Linked DNA regions of Sus scrofa: regions 2 and 3 are each linked to region 1. Evidence: chromatin contacts called from public Hi-C and HiChIP or PLAC-seq data. All regions are on one chromosome and are shown on one strand. The core of a region is the stretch at or near the end of the contact, and the rest is flanking DNA. Distances in the headings are between cores, read along the strand shown.

The links. A called contact is a pair of places that touch in the nucleus more often than the background predicts. HiChIP or PLAC-seq counts read pairs in DNA pulled down with a chosen protein or histone mark.
Region 2: a Hi-C map of heart right ventricle shows a contact between it and region 1, with 3 times the contacts expected there. The contact joins the promoter of NME9 here to the promoter of PIK3CB in region 1. A contact is called at or near these places in 1 of 5 promoter capture datasets (liver) and 3 of 47 Hi-C or Micro-C datasets (embryonic fibroblasts, heart right ventricle and psoas muscle).
Region 3: a contact with region 1 is called in an H3K27ac HiChIP or PLAC-seq map of alveolar macrophages. The contact joins the promoter of MRAS here to the promoter of PIK3CB in region 1. A contact is called at or near these places in 1 of 5 promoter capture datasets (liver), 2 of 47 Hi-C or Micro-C datasets (retroperitoneal adipose tissue and skeletal muscle) and 1 of 2 datasets of contacts at active chromatin or transcription factors (alveolar macrophages).

What each region holds. Positions count from the first base shown.
Region 1 is chr13:79,609,501-79,612,128 of Sscrofa11.1, reverse strand. It overlaps PIK3CB (phosphatidylinositol 4,5-bisphosphate 3-kinase catalytic subunit beta isoform), which reads left to right and starts at 1,289. Exons shown (of 25, transcript XM_021069526.1): 1 at 1,289-1,578.
Region 2 is chr13:79,113,663-79,116,290 of Sscrofa11.1, reverse strand. It overlaps NME9 (thioredoxin domain-containing protein 6), which reads left to right and starts at 1,332. Exons shown (of 12, transcript XM_021069506.1): 1 at 1,332-1,908; 2 at 2,243-2,279.
Region 3 is chr13:79,136,166-79,138,793 of Sscrofa11.1, reverse strand. MRAS (ras-related protein M-Ras) reads right to left here and starts at 1,305. Exons shown (of 7, transcript XM_021069517.1): 1 at 1,174-1,305.

The DNA of each region.
Region 1 (2,628 bases), core at 40-2,539:
AAAACACTGGGCTATTTGGCTTTTTTAAAAGTCCATTTATAGAGACTCCTTTATGTTAAAGATACAGTGTGTCTGTCATATGTTTTGTGCAGTTTTATTCTTTTTTTTTTTTTTTTTTTTTTTTTGTCTTGTTAGCGTGTGATATCATGTAAAATATTTAGGTAGAATTTTTTTTTTCCTCTTTGATGATTCTGGGCTTTCTGTCTTGCTTTAAGTTTCCCCTCACTAATATTATATTACCACTCTTTAAAAATTTTACTTGAAGTCTTTGTCTTGTCTATTTTTATGTCTTTAACTCTTCTGGAACATATTTTTGAATATGGTATCATTCTATATTTGAATTATTACGAATAACCAATTACAGCAGGATCATTGATCATATAAACTATTCTTTTGTCACCAACTTTTTTGCTACCTTTGCTTTATATTAGGTGCACTTGAGATTCCATCCCAGACTATTAAACTAATTTGCCTGAGCTATTACAGTAGCAGTAAGTTACAACAATTTTACCATAAGTTAAAATTCTTATTTTACCGTATTTTATTTTTTTAGGTTTTTATTTTTTCTGTCATATGTGATTTACATTGTTCTGTCAATTTCTGCTGTACAGCAAAAATTTTTGTTTTCAATAATGAAATTCAAGTGTGCCAACAAAAGAGGACTGTGAAACTTCCCCGGTTGAGGTCAAAGATAACAGGAGATAAGATATGCGAACAAGGCTCGGGTAAACTGTAAGACTGCATCCAAATGTTGTTATCGCAAAAATGAACACACAGAAAAATAATCTTGGGCTTGGAAGTCTGGATTTTTGCTTTTATGACCAGTGCAGGGATTGAAGGTCCAGTTGTGGGGCATCCCACCTAACGACCCCACCCACAGAACAGAAGTGACGAAAAGGAGGAGGGAAAAGCAAAGTACAGTGCCCAAGAACCGAAAGAACGGTCCAGTCGCAGAACTGGGGAAAGTGACTGGGAAGAGAAGGCCAGCAAGGAAATCTAGGAAGAGAAGGGTCTCTCGGAGGCGGCTACGAAGGCCCAGGGCAGGTGGTAGCTCTCTCTTTAAAGGCAACTTGCTGGGGATTCCCGATCCCGAGTCCTCCGGGAGCCGCAAGCAGGAGCGGAACTGCTGCACAGCAGCGCCGATGCTGGGAGGTAGCTGGAGAGGGCTGAGCGGCGGTTCCGCCCATCTACCCGCTCTACTGGCCCGGCCCGGCACGACCTAGCCCGGCCCAGCCCGGCCCGCAGATCGGGGATTGGCCAGAGCGGCGCGCGGGGCGGGGCGGGGGCTGCCGGTAGGCGGGCCTGGGAGGCGGGCCTGGGAGGCGGGCGCGGGCGCGCGGGCGCGGGCGCAGCACGGCGGCGGCGCGCGCGTGCTCCGTGAATCGGTGGTTCAGCGGCGGCGAAGGCGGCGGAGCGGGCCATGGCAGTGGGCGGCGGGCTAGTGTAGCGCTGCGCGAGTCAGGCGGGCGGGGACTGAGACGGGGATGGGGGTGCTGCAGCTGGACGGTCGCGGTGGCCTGGGCTGCTGACCGCGCACCCGGAGCCGGGAACCGGCGGCGGCGGCGGAGCCCCGGGCAGGTGAGTGCGACGACGCGGGACCCGGATGCGGCGGGGCTGAGGGGCGGCGCGGTCGAGGCGGGCCGCCGAGGTGCCCCCGCGCGGCCCGGCGGCGCGCTCTTGCCCGCCGCAGCCTGCGGCGCCCGTGACTCTGGTGCCAGCGCCGCGCTTCCTGTCCGCGCGGAGGACACCGGCCCTCCAGCCCGCTGGGGCGCCTCGCTCGCCTGCGGCCCTCCCGGGGTTCTCCGAGGTGCGGCGCTTCCCGGCCTCCGGGCGGCATAGACGCGGCCGGGTGTCCCGGGCTGCCGGCACTTTGGGTCCGGTTTCTGAGGGACTTCTCGGGGAGAGGCGGCGTCCTCGCCCCCTGCGTCCGTGCGGACACCCGCGAGCTCCCGACCCTCAGGTGCCTTTTTGCGTTGAGTGTATTTTAGGGGCGGGCATCCTGGAATGCTGGGGGTATAGTCGTATTTTCAAATCCCAGCGCCGCCACTGACCAGCCCTGGGGCCTTGGACTAAAGTATCCGGGTTTGTATATGGGAATAATTATGCGTACTTCACAGGGTTGTTGTGAAGCTAGGACAGGATGATGTGCATGACCAAACAGCAAGTGCTTGGTCAGTGGTAGGCTGTTAGGAGAAACTCTGCTGCAGCATCTTCCTTGGTTGGCTATTGCTGATTCCTGGCTGCGGGTGCGGGTGTACCTTTGGGGGCACATTTATTTCCGACGTGCCTTGATGTTGCAGTAACCTCCACTGAAGTTACTTTAATTGGAGCCTGTTATCTTAGAGCTAAAACAGAATCCTACAGTCTCATCCTGGAGTCTCTTTTCTTGCTAAGGCTGCCTTGGAATACCTGTCTCAGGTACTGAGTGGAAATTACTGTTGAAATAAAACCCAACGATTTTAGGATTCGCTTCGATGAAAGATGGTGGGTCACATTCAACTTGAAGTACTTTGTTTAAATAATCTTAAGTGACACTTAAGCTCTGTCACTTGTTACAGAGTATAAACAGAATATGGAAACAGACTCCTTTTTCTGCATTGCTACATCTGAAGGGAGTGACAAGTGCTT
Region 2 (2,628 bases), core at 83-2,582, 500 kb after region 1:
AAACTGATGTGTTAACAAAATATTGATTCTTCCTATCCTCACACATGGAATATCTCTCTGTTTATTTAAATCTTTCAGATTTCTTTCATCAGCTATTATTGACTTCTGGTTTAATTCCATTGTGGTCTGAGAACATAACCTGTATGACTTCTATTCTTTTAAATTGGTTAGGATACGTTTTACCATCTGGAATGTGGCCTTTCTCGATGAATGTTCCATGTGAACTTAAGAAGGATCTGTATTCTGTACTTGTTAGAGGAAGTACAGCATAAATGTTGATTAGATCAAGTTGATTGATGTTATTGCTCAGTTCAACTTTTTCCTTGCTCATTATCTGCCTGCCCTATTTACTCATTTCTTTTCTTTTCTTTTCTTTTTTTTTTTGTCTTTTTGCCTTTTTCTAGGGCCGCTCCCGTGGCATATGAAGGTTCCCAGGCTAGGGGTCTAACCGGAGTGGTAGCCACCAGCCTACGCCACAGCCATAGCAACACGGGATACGAGCCGTGTCTGCAACCACAGCTCAAAGCAATGCCAGATCCTTAACCCACTGAGCAAGGCCAGGGATTGAACCTGCAACCTCATGGTTCCTGGTCAGATTCGTAAACCACTGCGCCATGACAGGAACTCCCCCTATTTATTCATTTCTTAAAGATACGGGGTTGAAATCTTCAATTATAATAGTGGGTTTGTTTTTTTTTTTTTTCTTTGCATTTCTATCAGTTTTTGTCTCAGTATTTTGATGCTCTGTTGATAAGTACATACACAGTTAAGTATTGTTATGTCTTCCCGGAGAACTGACGTCTTTAACATTACGTAATGCCCTCTCTTCATCCTTGATAAATTTCCTTGTTCTAAAGTCTCATTGCCTGAAGTTAATATAGCTACTCCAGCTTTCTTTTGATTACTGTTAGCATGGCATAGCTTTCTCCACTTCTTTACTTTTAACTCTGTCTTTAAAACAAAACAAAACAAAGCAAAAAAACACACACCTTTTAAATCTGTTTTATATTTAAAGTGGATTTCTTGGAGTTCCCGTCATGGCTCAGTGCTTAACACACTCAACTAGCATCCATGAGGACGTGGGTTCCATCCCTGGCCTTGCTCAGTGGGTTAAGGATCTGGCGTTGCCTTGAGCTGGGTGTGAGTCGAAGATGTGGCTCGGATCTGGCGTTTCTGTGTCTGTGGTGTAGGCCGGAGGCTGCAGCTCCAATTCGACCCATAGCCTGGGAACCTCCATATGCCAAGGGTGTGACCCTAAAAGACAAAAAAAAAAAAAAAAAAGTGGATTTCTTATAGACAACACACACTTGGGTCTTTTTTTTAAATTTCCCTAGCAATTTCTGTCTTTTAATTGGTATTGATCATTTGTACCACATTTGCAACTGTTTTCTATTTGCTCCACTTTACTTTCATACTGAATTTGGAATTTGTAATTTTGTATTCTTTGTCTTAAAGAGAACCTCTTCAGATTCCTCAAAACCTGGAGCCATCCCTGCCCAGCATGTATTAAGTAACAATAGAAATGCTGTATGCCAGTCCTGGTGGGGCAGAAGAGATGCAGGAATTCGAGAATGCCCCTGTACAGTACATGAATGCAGCAGGTCTTTGCCTGGTGTGTCCAAATGTCTCAGACACAGACAAACACTTCAGTCAATGAAAGCATTCCCACAGTCCAATTCTGACAGCAAGGGGCGGGACTCCTTCCTGCCTTTCCATTGGGCCCAGAGTGGGCGTGGCTTATGTGTACTCTTGTTTATTACCCGGTAGCCTTAGCACTGCGCTTTGTTGCCATGACGACCGTGGCTGGGTTGCTGCAGAGTCTGCTGGAAACTCTCGCTGCAGGTTGAGGACCGGTACCTGTTTGCAGTGGCTTAGTTCCCCAGGAATAAATTAGAACAGCACCACAAGGTTCAAAAATTGGCCTTTTTCCGCTAGAATTCCCCTGCGGACGCTGTGATGCCTGACAGGCCCCTGAACTCACGCGCCCCTTGGCCAGCTCCAGGGTGGGGAAGGGGCTCCTCAAATCTGCCTGGGGGCAGCAAGCTCCGCTTCTCCCATGGGTGGGGGGGTTCATTTTGCATCGTTGCGTTTCTTTGCTGCCACTCATAATTAACTTAAAGGGGAGGGTGGTAAGGGGCTTTGTCTGAAGGAGGTTTTTGGCTTGCTGATCCACACAGCGTTTTCTCAATAGATTGCTGCCAAATGGTCTGAGCCCTCAGTAACAGAGCTTCTGTCTTTGCAGAGCCATGGGTAGCAAGAAGAAAGAAATTGCCCTGCAGGTAAGCCTCAAAGGGGAGCTTGCTTTCAGCATTTGATATAGGATTGGTTCGGGGTGAGGGTGAAGAGAATGATGCGGAGTGATATAAAAATGATACTCTGCTGGTAGTATGTGACAGACTGTGTTCTTGAACTTGAATATTGCACCTTTATGTCTTAAAGAGAAAAAAACTTATATTGGACCTCTAGTAATGACAGATATTTTGTGCACTTAAATATAAGAAAACATAAACTTGGGTATAAGTTGTTTATGCTTATAGTGTTTATGCAACTATAAAACCAAAACATGAATTAAAATAAAACTCTCCTGCTCTTCAGCACAGGGAACTATACCCAGTCACTGGTGACAGA
Region 3 (2,628 bases), core at 56-2,555, 470 kb after region 1:
GTTCTGTCTCCATGGATTTGCCTACTCAGGACATTTCATGTAAGTGGAATCATACATGTGGTCTTTTGTAACCCAGCTTCCTTCACTTGGCAAGATATTTTCAAGGTTCATCCACGTTGCGGCATGTAGCAATACTTCATGCCTTTTTGTGACTGAATAGAATTCCATTGTGTGGGTACCCCACATGTCATCTTTCATCAGCTGAAGAACAGTTAGGTTGATTGCATTTGGGGGCTATTATGAATACAGCTGCTATGAACTTTGTGGGCAAGTCTTTGTATGAACACTTTCATTTCTGTTGGGTATATACCTCAGAATAGAATTGTGGGTTATATGCTAACTACGCATAACATTTTGAGGAGCCCCCACACTGTTTTCCAAAGCGACTGCACAATTTTTTATTCTGACCAACCATGTATAAGCGTTCCATGCCTCCACATCCTTGCTAACACTTGGTATCATGTCTTTTTTATTATAGCCATGCTATTGGAGAGTAACGGGGAGCGGTATCTCATTGTAGTTCGACGTCATTTTTGAGGACCTTCTTTTAGTAGGACATCATCGCGGAGGTGACTTGGAACCAGGTTTGCACATCCAGGGAAGCCATTCATTTTGAGAGCTTCACCCACCACCCCAGGCCTGGGGGAACCTTGCTGCCCTGAGTCCTTCATGCCATGCTTGGGACTCCCAATCTGATGCCAGTTTCTTTTCTTTTTCTTTTTTTCTTTTTTTCTTTTTGTCTTTTTGCACTTTCTAGGCCCGCTCCCTCAGCATATGGAGGTTCCCAGGCTAGGGGTCGAATCGGAGCTATAGCCACCAGCCTACGCCAGAGCCACAGCAACACGAGCCACCTCTGCAACCTACACCACAGCTCAAGGCAACGCTGGATCCTTAACACACTGAGCAAGGCCAGGGATGGAACCTGCAACCTCATGGTTCCTAGTCAGATTCGTTAACCACTGAGCCACGACAGGAACTCCCTCTTTTTCTTTTTCTTTTTCAAATCATTTTTAGGGCCGCACCTGCAACATATGAAAGTTCCCATTCTAGGGGTCGAATCCGAGCTACAAATGCTGGTCTCTGCCACAGCCACAGCCACGCCAGGGCATTGCAGTAAAACTTTCCTCCAGAACTCCCTACCTCATTGTGGTCCCTGAGGGTTCAAGGTCTTACCTTTAGACATCAGGAGAACACAGGCCCACCCCACCCAGCCAGTGGACCAAGATTCAGGGCCTTCTGACCCCAGGGCCTCCACTCTTTCCTTCTGTCTTGTGGCCTCAGCAGCAGGTCAGTTGTGTGTGTGTTTGGTGTTGGGAAAGCGGGAGAAGGTGAAGAAAACACAAGCGCTCGTCTCAGTCCCATTCGGGCCTGTGGCTGGAATCACTCTTTTGCAGACTGTGGAGCACCAACCAGGGGTTAGCAGAAGAGGCTCACCCCACCCCCAGGCCCATTCTTCCCTCAGCTGACCTTTCTTCTGTGCCAAGTACAAGGCCTTTCTTCCCCCAGGCTGCCCTGATCTGGTGCCAAGAACTATGTAGTCTTCTCTCAGGGTTGTCATGTCTTTACCAATCAGGTTCAGACATTTCTTTTTTCTTTTCTTTTCTTTTTTTTTTTTTTTTTTTTTTTTTGTCTTTTTAGGGCTGCACCCACAGCATATGGAGGTTCCCAGGTTAGGAGTCCAATCGGAGCTGTTGCTGCCAGCCTACACCAGAGCCACAGCAATGCCAGATCCGAGCAGCATCTGTGACCTACACCACAGCTCACAGCAACGCCGGATCCTTAACCCACTGAGCGAGGCCAGGGATCGAACCCGCAACCTCGTGGTTCCCAGTCAGATTCGTTTCCACTGGGCCATTATGGGAACTCCAGGTTCAGCCATTTCTCATCTTCAGTTCTCCCTGCACCCGCCACACCCAAGATTTTTTTCTGTGATGCTTGTGGTCTATCCTTCACATTGGTTCCCTCTTGCTCTCTGCAGCCAGAAGAGCAGTTTTCAATCAATTTCCCATTCATGGCCAAACTTCTCCAACCCGCTTTTTTTTTAATTAATTAATTAATTTTGGGGTGGGGGCCTCACGTGTGGCATATGGAAGTTCCCAGACTAGGGTTCAGATCGAAGCTACAGCTGCCAGCCTACACCACAGCCACAGCAACGTGGGATCCAAGCTGCATCTGCAACCTACACTACAGCTCACAGAAACACCAGATCCTTAATGCACAGAGCAAGGCCAAAGATTAATCCCAAGACCTCATGGATACTAGTCAGGTTCTTAACCTTCTGAACCACAACGGAAACTCCAAAAGTTTTTGATCATTTGTTTTTCTCCCTTTGGTCACTTGCAGTGAGTGACTTTTAAACATTTTGGCCTGCAACCTATAGGAACAAAGAGGTTTGGCATTGTAAACCAAAACATGTGCATATACACCGCTGAAACAAAAATTTCAAGAAACAATACTTACTATTACTACATACGATGTACTCTGACTTGCTCTACACTGTTTCATTAGAAAATGCTAGCGAGACCTACTAAATTGATTTCATACCCCACTAATGGGCTGTGACCTACAGTTTGAAAAACTCTGAACCCCATTTTGACACCTAGAGTCTCAGCATAGCAACATGATAAA